Linked DNA regions of Macaca mulatta: region 1 is linked to region 2. The links are chromatin contacts, called in public Hi-C maps. All regions are on one chromosome and are shown on one strand. Each heading gives the region's core, a stretch centred on a gene start, on an enhancer-like site or on the middle of the called end of the contact. The rest is flanking DNA. Distances are from core to core; before and after follow the strand shown. Region 1 holds the start of LPCAT3 (lysophosphatidylcholine acyltransferase 3). Region 2 holds the start of EMG1 (EMG1 N1-specific pseudouridine methyltransferase).

Region 1 (6,085 bases), core at 943-3,442, 48 kb after region 2:
AACCTCCACCTCCTGAGTTCAAGTGATTCTCCTGCCTCAGCCTCCCAAGTAACTGGGATTACAGGTGCCCACCATCACGCCCAGCTAATTTTTGTATTTTTAGTAGAGACAGGGTTTCACCATGTTGGCCGGGCTGGTCTCGAACTCCTGACCTCAAGCGATCTGCCCGCCTTGGCCTCCCAAAATGCCGGGATTATAGGCATGAGCCCCTGCACCTGCACCTGGCCTAATTTTTTTTTATTTTTTTGCAGAGACAAATAAAATGTTGCCCAGGCTGGCCTCAAGTGACTCTCCCACCTCGGCCTCCCAAAGTGTTGAGATTATAAGCATAAGCCACTGCGTCCTGTCAAATGTAAACACTAGTCGCCAATTACAACGTCAACAAATAACTGGGTCAGAAACAAGGATGAAAGAGTAGGAAGTTCAAAGCTGATGTAGTGCAAATAACCCTAGACTGGGGTGCTGATAAATCTGGGTGATGTCTAGGTGACACTGAGCAGATTGCAAAACCCCAGTTCCATTCCATCTTTAAAATCTTACAATTCTACAGAGGAAGAAAAAGGTGATCTATATTTGGAAGAAAGGAAGATCTTGGTTTGATATGTAATAGGCAAATAACAATGCTATTAGGCTAGGTTGTTTAAATATGAATTAATGCCTATCCCATTATCTAGATTGGGTTAACACCCTCTGGTGATATTATATGTCAGTGCTTCTACTGGATAAACGCCAAACTTCTCTCTGGCATTTAAGGCTTTTCCTGCCCAACTTTATCTCAAACTTCTCATGGTTCAGACCTCTAACCCTCTGCTCTAGCCCCAGTCCTGTTTCCTAATCACCACTTACAGCTTTTGCTTAATCCTTCCCACCCACCCTCTCCTAAAGTTCCATAACCTTCATAGAACGTTCCAACTGCTTAAATTTTATGTATATATATATGTACAGGTACTTCCCAATCTTGGCCTTTCTACAGGACTTTATAGCAATCCTATGTGGTAAGCACTGTTGTCCTCATTTCATAGATAAGGAAATTAGGCCCCAGAAGGTTTTGTGGCCTGCCTAGGGTCCTTCAGTTTCTGAGCAGCAACAAGGCTGGGTGTGATTTGTTTGCCTTCAAAGCCCATACTTTTTTCCATTGTACTATGCTGCCTCCATGTATTAAACCATGGAGTGAGGATGCGGTAAAAAAGCCTATAAACCAGTTGTAATGCAGCTTGTTGTGGCATAAATTCAGATACACCACATCCTTTGAACCACACGTGTAATAAACGCTTGGAATAGTATGGATCGATTTTAAGGAGGTTGTTAGTCCTGTTTCCCAAGTCCAGCATTAAAATGATATTCCAGGGTAAATGACAGGTAGGTGGCTTGGAAAATAAAAAAAAGCAACATGGCATAAGAAGAAAATAGTAGGAACGGGACAGAAAAGAGACGAAAGTATAATACAAGCTGGCAATAAACAAAACAGACACTAAGAATATGAAATATGGAATATGGGGCTGAAAAGGACGAAAGGGCTAAAATTCCTAAGTTAGGGGCCCTATGCCTACCGATAAGATGCGCGCGTGTGCGGGGTGGTTATTAATGACAGAGCAGGACACATGGCCAGACAGTGGAACTCAACAGAGCGACAAATAAAGACAGGTCGTGGGAGCACGGGTAGAGCCTGGCACAAGAGGGCGGGGGCCCGACTGAGGGGCCAGAGGGCATGGCAGGGGTTGAAGAGAAAGGTGAAGAGGTTCAGAGGGCACAGCTCCCCAGACTCGAGACAGGACTTCTGTCTTCCCTCAATAGCTGTTGGTGTGCTTCAGGATTCACACCCGCACCCGGCACAGCCCTCCCGGGTGGCTCCGGGAAGAGAGGGCGGTCCTGTCCCCATTCCTCCCCTACTCCCCGGGGACTCCGCGAGGGGCGGAGGGAGGCAGGAGGGTCCTTACCCAGGAAGATGGAGATGATCAGCCGCAGCGCCTGTTCTGACGCGCCCAGGGACGTCGCCAACTTGTTAAGGCTCAGCTCCTGGAAACCCGACTGCAGAACCCCCGCCAGCGCCACCACAGTCCCCTCGTCCCCCTCCGCTGAGGACGCCATCTTAACTCCGGGCGCCCCACAGGGACCCCCCAGCTCCGCGCGCCCCGAATGCAGGCAAAACGCTATCGCTTCACCCCCAATTCCGGCTCGGGGCCCGCCCACGGCGTGCGCATTGGCTAGAGGCCCGCCCCGCGGCGCCAGCTCACCCCGTTATTGGCCGACCCGCGCAGAGGGCGGGGCCTAGAGCGGCAAGGTAGGAAGAGGGCGGGTCTGAAGGTTTGTAAGGCAAAGGTGACTCCTGCCGAGAATGCACACGGTGGAGGCCTAGGGCTGGGCGGGGCTTGGCGTCGGGACCCAGAGCTGCCATTGGAAAGGTCTGAGCCCGTGGCCCGGCGACCGTTCAACTCCGTTCGAAGTGCTCCCGGGAGGAGTCCTCCCGGGCGAGCAACCGGCCGGCCCGTTCGCTGCCTTCCCATTGGCTGAGGCGGGAGCAGGCGAGAGTCTGGGCGCGGGGGGACAGCCCGCGCGCGAGGTTACTCCCGGTCGCCGGCGCTGAGGTTACTGGGGCATGTAACGGGGAGGCGGGAACGCCCGCGCCGCCTCGCGCGCGCCCCCTAACGGCCCCTCCCGGCCCATTCTTAAATTCTTAGGCTGTTAAAGTCGCCTTCACTCCCCGAGGTTCAGTGGAAAGCCCAGTGCCCCAGGAGCAGTCATTGCTCCTTTTATTTCATGTATCCCTTTTCCATGCAATTTCGTGTAGTAAAACGTGATCTTCCCCCGAGAGGCGATGAAATTAAGAAATGCATATTTAACACTTATTATTTTAATTAAAAATTCAAATAGTTTTGCACTAATACATGTTTATGATAAAAGTTCTAACAGTATAGTAATGTAAAACAGCAGAGTCCTATCTCCAGGTCCTGCTTTCCATTCTCACTTCCTACAGGTAATCCTGTTAAGATTACGCCCCAGGGCGGGCGCAGTGGCTCAAGCCTGTAATCCCAGCACTTTGGGAGGCGGAGGCGGGCGGATCACGAGGTTAGGAGATCGAGACCATCCTGGTTAACACGGTGAAACCCTGTCTCTACTAAAAATGCAAAACATTAGCCGGGCGTGGTGGCGGGCGCCTGTAGTCCCAGCTACGCGGGAGGCTGAGGCAGGAGAATGGCGTGAACCCGGGAGGCAGAGCTTGTAGTGAGCCGAGATCGCGCCAGTGCACTCCAGCCTGGGCGACAGAGCAAGACTCTGTCTCAAAAAAAAAAAAAAAAAGAAAAAGAAAAAATTTCTGTCCAGCACTTACCATGTGCCAGGGACTGTGCTGGGCTTGGGAATAGAATCAGGAGCCCAGAACCACGGTGGGAGGGTGCACAAATAATAGCATCAATGAACGTGTTATTGCAAGTGAGGGTAAGTGCTCTGAAGGAAAAGGTCAAGCAAGGTTCTGTGAGAGTATGTAACAAAGGAATACTACGAGTTTCTTGCAATAACTCTTAGTTACAATAATTTGTGGCGCATTCTTGTAAAATTACAGCTTATACTTTTACAGCATTTGCACTTTATAAAGCACTTTTATCCGTATTATTTCACTTGCTTGGACTGTGCAATAGAATATTTATTATGATGATGTCCTCTTACAGAGGCTTGGAAAAATTAAGAACCCGGGTAAGTTCCTTTACAAGTAAGCGGCAGACAGAATTTAAACAAAGGTCTGTCAAATTCTCTACTCCTACTCCCGTTTTGGGCAAAATTTTAAAAAACGAAATATTTCATTCACACAGAAAAGTAGAGGATAATATAACTTCCCCAGGTTAAGAAAAAAAATCACCTATACATTTGAAAAGCTGGTATATCCCTTCCTGAGGGCATTTCCCTCTTTCTTTTCTCAGAGGTCACCACTTTGCTGACTTTGGTATTTATCAATCCCATGCCTATTTTAATACTTTACATACAGCATATATCCAGAAAGGAAAATTAGTATAGTTTTGCATGCCTTATATTGGCCGGGCACAGTGGTTCATGCCTGTAATCCTAGCACTTAGGGAGGTTGAGGCAGGAAGATTGCTTGAGCCCAGGAGTTGGCGACCAGCCTGGGCAACACAGACAGACCCTGTCTCTACAAAAAAAAAATTTTAGACGGGCATGGTGGCACGTGCCTGTAGTCCCAGCTACTCAGGAAGCTAAGGTGGGAGGATCACTTTGAGCCTGGGAGGTTGAGGCTGTAGTGAGTCGTGATCATGACACTACACTCCAACCTGCGAGACAGAGTGAGACTCTGTCTTGCAAAGAAACCAAAAATTATATATATAGGCCAGGCGCAGTGGCTCACGCCTGTAATCCCAGCACTTTGGGAGACCGAGGTGGGTGGATCACCTGAGGTCAGGAGTTAGAGGCCAGCTTGGCCAACATGGTGAAACCCTGTCTCTACTAAAAATACAAAAAAATTAGCCAGGCGTGGTGTTGGGCGCCTGCAATCCCAGCTACTTGGGAGGCTGAGGCACGAGAATCACTTGAACCCGGGAGGTGGAGGTTGTAGTGAGCCGAAACCGTGCCATTGCACTCCAGCCTGGGCAACAAGAACAAAACTGTGTCTCAGAAAAAAAGCTGGGCACGGTGGCTCACCCCTGTAATCTCAGCATTTTGGGAGGCTGAGGCAGGCGGATCACCTGAGATCAGGAGTTCGAAACCAGCCCAGCCAACATGATGAAACCCCGACTCTACTAAAAATACAAAAATTAGCCAAACGCAGTGGTGGGTGCCTGTAATCCTAGCTACTTGGGTGGCTGAGGCAGGAGAACTGCTTAAACCTGGGAGGTGGAGGTTGCAGTGAGCTGAGACCGTGCCATTGTACTCCAGCCTGTGCGACAGAGCAAGACTCCGTCTCAAAAAAAAAGAAAAAAAAAAAAAGAAAGAAAATTATATATGTATTTATAACTTCAGTAAAGCCTAAACATATAGTGTTTATAGAGTCCAACTAAACTGCCTTTACAAAATTATGACAGTAAGAGAAATCTGATATAGTTGACTTCATCTTGCTTTTTTTGAGACAGTCTTGCTATGTCACCCAGGCTGGAGTGCAGGAGCATGGTCTTAGCTCACTGCAACCTCTGCCTCCCAGGTTCAAGCAATTCTTGTGCCTCAGCCTCCCAAGAAGCTGGGATTACAGGCATGCACCACCATGCCCAACTAATTTTTGTATTTTTAGTAGAGATGGGGTTTCGCCATGTTGGTCAGGCTAGTCTTGAACTCCTGGCCTCAAGTGATCTGCCTGCCTCAGCCTCCCCAACTGCTGCAATTAACACGTGTGAGCACTATGCCCAACCTCCCTCATGCTTTTAACCTCCAAGCTATCTTTGGTCATTCCTGGGCATAAACCAAACTGACTTTGGGAGAAATGTAGTTTATAGTTAACCTTAAAGCAGGGATAATAGCCCGTCCCCAAACTAAGCCACCTTTGTAAAACTAGTGAAAGGCCACCAGGTTAAGCTTATGGAAGGGGCCTGAATTCTGCTAAAACGTAGGCATAATTAAGTGATTCCCAACCATTGTTCAGGAGGTCACCAGATTTGTAACTTCCCCAATTATGCATCTAGATAACATCATGTTGTAGAATTTAAGGTTGACCTTTTAGGATGTCTTTTCAGATTTTGGCATTTCTGCAAACGCCAGCTGGACTCATGACTCAACCAGTCCTATGGACCCCATCCAGAGGTGGAATCAGGGCATGAGGATCATTTGCCATACCGCTCTGATTGCATCCCCAACAAACCAGCAGCACTTATACCGTAGGCCCCTGCCCACCAAACTGTCTTTGAAAAATCCTAGCCTCTAGATTTTCAGGGAGATTGATTTGAGTAATAGCTTCATGTACCATGTGGCATGGTCAGCCTTGCATCAATTAAACTCTTCCTCTAATGCAATGCCATGGTCTCAGTGAATTGATTTTGTGTGTGCAGCGGGCAGGAAGAGGCCCACTGGGCAATCACACAGGATAGTGTATGGCAGTGTCCTAGGCCCTCACATTCATTCTCACACTCTTCACACTCACGACTCACCCAGA
Region 2 (5,704 bases), core at 2,672-5,171:
CCTGAGTAGCTGGGAATATAGCTAAACGCCATCACAGCAGGCTAGTTTTCTTTTGTATTTTTAGTAGAGGTGGGGTTTCACCATGTTGGCCAGGTGGGTCTTGAACTCCTGACCTCAGGTGATCCACTGCGCCGGCCATAAAACCACTCTGAGTAGAAACCCAAACAAGCAAGGTTCGAATTCCCTCACCTCAATGTGCCTTAACTGAAAGCACTTTCTCAAGGCAGCCCCATCAGAGACGCTGGGCTGACACACTCACCGTCTTGGAGATATTCTGGGCTGCTCGGATCTTGCGAAGTTTGATGTAGCCAGGGTTCTTGCTCAGTGCTTCTCCCAGGTGAGGAGGGTTAAGGTTCACACAAGGGCAGGTCTCAATCCCTAGCCCCGTCCTTACCACACTCCCTTGCTACAGTCCTCCTCTGGGCTGTCAGATCCAAGGTTGCGCTCAGGTGGCTTGTGCCCGCTCTACCTTGGACCCCACCTGTGGGCCTCCCTGCAGGCTGCTGCCAGGAACTAGGGGCAGCAGCAGAAATGAAGGCAAGGCCAGCAGTGCTATTGATCTGGCCTTACAGTGGGGAGTCAGGGCTCAGGTACCCCCGCTAAGATTTCAGATCTCATCTGTAGCCCCCACCCGCAACAAGGAGCCAAGGGCCAGAGAGCACGGAGTCGCATTCGCCTTAGTCTCATCAGCCTGCCCGTGAAGGAGGATGGGGAACTCAGGTGCCCTAGGGACTGGGCCGAGACCTCTCACGCAGAAGGATATCATCTTGGCAGCCTCGGCCTCACCCTCGGCCTGCACAATCTTCTGCCGCTGTTCCTGCTTCGCTTTTTCTACCAAGAATTGGGCCCGCTGGGCCTCCTGCTGGGCTGTAGCGGGAGAGAGTCAGGGAGACCGTGTGCTGGGTCAGGAGCCCCGTCCACCGAGTCTTTCCTCCTCCTGCATCTCGGAAGCCCTCACCCCACTGCTCGTGCGACTCACCCACTTGTTTGGCTTCTACAGCAGCTGTGTACTCTCGGCTAAAGCTCAGCTCTGTGATGGCCACGTCATCCAGGATGAGGCTGAAGTCCTTGGCCCTCTCTGTCAGCTCCCGGCGGATCAACAGGGATACCTGAGGGCAGGGGTGGGGAAGGGTGGTTTGAGGGGACTGGGTTGCGACCCCGAATCCTTCACTCTCTCAATACAATATGCGCTGCCTTAGCTTCCTGTCAGGCAAACCTATAACATAAGCCTCTCTGCTGAAAGAGGTGCAGGAAAAGCCAAGACTTGGCCATTTTCCTCTGTGCTTCCTAATACCAAGTGCTACCGAGTTCTAATGCTGGCTCTCCTTATCTCACAGTGGCAATTAGCACAGCTTTTAGGTGGAAATGGCACTAGGGTGACAATCCTCTTCTATTAAGCTGCCTTTCCTAATTCCCAGTACTCTGGGCCTAGAAGGGAAAGGCTGACACCATGCAGATGGTGGTGGGAGTCAGACCTGGGCCCGCTGGGTGATCAGCTGTGAGGCATTGAACTTGGCCACCACACTCTTGAGCACCTCGTTGACAATGGACGGCAACACTCGTTCCTCGTAGTCCAGCCCTAGGCGCTGGTACATGCTAGGAAGCTCCTGAGCATTGGGTCGAGACAGCACTCGCAGGGAGATGTTCACCATCTGTAGGTCTGAGATTGAGGTCAGCAGTGGCTGGTCAAGGCCAAACACCCTTTCCCAAGCATTTTCTCCTTCATGTTCCTCCCTATATGCCCTGTGCAATGATGTACAGCCTGGCACTGCCCTGGGGGGAGGAGAGTTAATCAGGCTGACAAGGAACACATGAGGCAGCACAGGTGAAATGCACCCTCACCCACTGTGAAGCCTGGAACTGCAACCCCGTCACCAGCAGGGCTGACTGCTCTTTCCCCCTCTGTACTCCATGCAACCTCTAATGTGGGTGCTTTCACGCTGTACCGTAATCACGTCTCCTGTAAGGACTTGGGGGACAAAAATGTTCTTAATGAATCTTGTATTCCAGGGCCCAGCAGTTTAATACATGAATAAGCCACCTGCACTAGGTATAGTACAAAGAAGTACATTACAGGTTACAGGTGACCTACCTCACCCAGGGTGTATGCGTGTGTGTGTGTGTGTGTCGGGGGGGGGGTGGGTGGGGAGGAGGAAGAGGTCTGGGGAACTCAAAGGCATGGCTTTTATGTGTGGTCTAGAAGGAGAGAATAGGTGAACTAGTCAAGGGTAGGGACAAACTTCTCCAGAACAGAGTATACTAGTGGATGTAACTGTAGATATAGTAAGTCAAGCAATTAGAAAAAAAGGCTTTAAAACAAAGCTTTGATCTAGGCAGTGAATAAGACAAGGACAAACAATACTCTTATTGAATATGTCAGGGATGAGACAGTAGAAAGCACGCAAACACAGGGTGTTCAGAATGTGCTGCTTTGACCCCGGGAGGCAGGTATTTTTGTTACAGTTCTTGCAGACATGGAAACTAAGGCCTAAAGGCCTGACACTACCATCTTCACCTGGGGTTTCTTGCCAGCTCCCTTGATCTTCCCACCTGCCATGTGATTACCAAGTGCTCAGACCTACCTTTGGAGCCTGTAGGGGAGGAGATTTTTCGAGGTCTGGCCCGAATGTCATAGATAATGGGGTACTGGAACCAGGGGATCCTGGAGGGGACAGGGATAGGTATTAAGAGGCCGCAGTTTCGGCCAGGAGCGGTGGCTCACGCTTGGAATCCCAGCACTTTGGGCGGCCGAATCATTTGAGGTCAGAAGTTCGAGACCAGCTTGACCTATATAGTGAAACCCCGTCTCTACTAAAATACAAAAATTAGTCGGGCGTGGTGGCGGGCGCCTGTAATCCCAGCTAATCGTGAGGCTGAGGCAGGAGAATCGCTTGAACCCAGGAGGCGGAGGATGCAGTGAGCCGAGATCGCGCCACTGCACTCCAGCCTGGGCGACACAGCAAAACTCCCGCGCCCCCCTCCCCCAAAAAAGCCGCAGTTTCACTAGCTTTGCCCGGTTTCCCCTCACCAGGCGTTTTTTGGCCTGCTCCTCCCCATGACCACCGACAAGGAGAGATTCTCTTGTCCCTTTCGAAAACAACAGTTCATATGCTGCTGGAGGTTCGCGCAGCACCCACTATCCTAGGAGCAGGGATGAGGAGGGAGGGAAAAGAGCAGCGTTGAATCCTGTTGCACGTCCCACTACAGCCATTGCTGGGTCGGCGTCAAGGGTGAAAGGTCAGGGTCAGTAAGCTCTGCCCGCCATTACCTGAAGTGAAGGCCCTCGGCCAGGATAGTGTCCTGCTGCACTCCACCGATCCGATTGAAGAAGATGGCTCTGTGCCCGCCTTCCACTGTGGGGAGAGGGGTGGTGATCAGGCCAGGCCGCTGCTCAGAGTAAATGCTAGCTAGGCTCGTGGTGGGGCGCGGGGACCGGTGAGATAGGGCAAGGGGTTTGGGGGAGGGACTGGAAGCGTCCGGCGAGCAGGCGAAGGTTGCTCACCAGTGAACACGGATTCGCGGACACCGTACGCCACGGCGCCGGCCCCCAGCAACAGCTTCAGCGCCGTGCCCATGCCCCGGGGCCCGGCGGGCAGCCGTCCCGCCAAGTCCTTCAAGTTCTGGGCCATGTCTGATCTTGAGGCCGGCGGCACCGGAGGTCAGAAGGGGGTGCCGGCCCGCCTCTACCCCGCTGCAGCTTAGGTACTGCACCCTTCACACGAGGGTTCGGGCCCGTAATGCTGGCGAAAGAAAGGGCACCGGAAGTGCGCTCCCTTGGAAACCCTCCCCCTTAGCCCACTACCCACCCGAACTTCGCGCACAGGAAGAGCGCATACGGAAGTCCCGCCCCTTTCTGGAGGGCTGCCCTCCCAGGGAGGGCAGCGCAAGACGGCAAGTCATCGCCATTTACAAGCCCACTTTCAAAATGGCAGCCGGAAGGAAATTTGTGATTAGAAGCCTCACTGTTCTCATTTAAGAGCGTTAGCGCAACTTCCGGTCTGGTTGCAAGATGGCCGCGCCCAGTGGTGGATTCAAGCCTCGTGAACGAAGCGGTGGGGAGCAGGCACAGGACTGGGATGCTGTGCCACCCAAGCGGCCCCGACTAGGGGCAGGAAACAAGATCGGAGGCCGTAGGCTTATTGTGGTGCTGGAAGGGGCCAGTCTGGAGACAGTCAAGGTAGTTTGGGACAGGAAGTGGATAAGTAGTAAATCAATAGACTGGGATCCGTGGAATGAGGGTGAGGGGCTCAGAGTGGATGGAGAAGGCAGAGAGGGGTGAAAGATGCTTTTGAAGGAAGATGGGTTGGTTGGCTGTGCGTTGATCTGACATCCTGGGATGGTAGTGCTCATTTTTCTTTTTCTTTTTTTTTTTTTTGAGATGGCGTTTCGCTCTGGCGCCCAGGCTGGAGTGCAGTGGCGCGATCTCGACTCACTGCAACCTCTGCCTCCCGGGTTCAAACAATTCTCCTGAATCAGCCTCTGGAGTCGTTGGGACTACAGGCACGCGCCACCATGCCCGGCTAATTTTTTGGGTTTTTTTTAGTAGAGATGGGGTTTCACTATGTTGGCCAGGCTGGTCTCGAACTCCTGACCTCAAGTGATCCGCCCGCCTCGGCCTCCCAAAGTGCTGGGATTACAGGCGTGAGGCACCGTGCCCGGCCGGTAGTACTCATTTTCTTTTGCTCTTCTTGAATGCCATTCCAGCCCTCACCTCTTTGCTTCCAACTGGTTTACCAGGATTCTGTGATACAGTAGTCTAAGGAGAGGAAAGTTTCGTTTGTTGCATCATTCCACATCCCAAGACAAGTTACTGGGCGGATGAGAAAGGTAGTTATGTAGCCTAGTCTGCCCTCCCTTTTTGTAAGGGCTTCATGTTTCAATTCATTAGTGTCCATAGTCACCTCTCTCTAATATCCACCTGGAAACACTGTCCAGACCAGGTTATTGTTTAACACTTTTACGTCTGCATTTTTATCTATCATTCATGTCTTTCTCCACACGTAATAAACAGAACCAGCAATTCTCTATCTTAAAGCCTTGGGCAATGTTCTTCCTCCTTTCTCTTACCCTTTAGAAATAATTCAATGAGTAGGCCCAGGAGAAATTGCATGGGTTTAGAAGTCAGACCAGGATTTTAGTCTTCGTTCTAAATACACTTTGTGTGTGCATGTGTGTGTGTGTGTGCGCGAAACAGAGCCTCAGTCTCTCCCAGGCTGGAGTGTAGTGGCATGATCTTGGCTTACTGCAGCCTCCGCCTCCCGGGTTCAATCGATTCTCCTGCCTCAGCCTCCAGAGTAGCTGGGATTACTGGCCTGCACCTGTAATCTATTAAAGGAATAGAAAACATGGTTATATCCTACTAATGGGTTGAAACTATTATTCATTCAAGAAGGTTTTTTCTTCTATAACTAAGGATGTCTCATGGACTTAGTTCTTCGTCATTTGTTCTTTCTTTGTGCTTACTCTGTGACATTGCTACTTCAACTATTCAATTTCAAAATCTGTATCCCTTTTTTCGCAGACTTTTTGGAGCCATGTATCTCAAGAATGTTGCTAGACATATACAAACATTCTAGTGATACATAAAAACTTAGCCTTCCAGCCGGGCGCGGTGGCTCAAGCCTGTAATCCCAGCACTTTGGGAGGCTGAGACGGGCGGATCACGAGGTCAGGAGATCGAGACCATCCTGGCTAACACGGTGAA

The links. Hi-C and Micro-C count contacts between places; a contact is called where the count stands out from the background.
Region 1: a contact with region 2 is called in a Hi-C map of CD4 T cells, with 2.6 times the contacts expected there. The contact joins the promoter of LPCAT3 here to the promoter of EMG1 in region 2. A contact is called at or near these places in 5 of 14 Hi-C or Micro-C datasets (CD4 T cells, blood, fetal cortex germinal zone and 2 more).

Annotation. Positions count from the first base shown.
Region 1 is chr11:7,990,987-7,997,071 of T2T-MMU8v2.0, forward strand. It overlaps LPCAT3 (lysophosphatidylcholine acyltransferase 3), which reads right to left and starts at 2,193. Exons shown (of 13, transcript NM_001261586.1): 1 at 1,938-2,193. The coding sequence starts at 2,088.
Region 2 is chr11:7,941,051-7,946,754 of T2T-MMU8v2.0, forward strand. EMG1 (EMG1 N1-specific pseudouridine methyltransferase) reads left to right here and starts at 3,922. Exons shown (of 6, transcript NM_001266361.2): 1 at 3,922-4,177. The coding sequence starts at 4,010. PHB2 (prohibitin 2) reads right to left here and starts at 3,794. Exons shown (of 10, transcript NM_001266316.1): 1 at 3,503-3,794; 2 at 3,269-3,353; 3 at 2,583-2,662; 4 at 1,476-1,660; 5 at 980-1,109; 6 at 764-867; 7 at 260-337. The coding sequence starts at 3,629. LOC114671230 (small nucleolar RNA U89) reads right to left here and starts at 694; the gene lies at 426-694.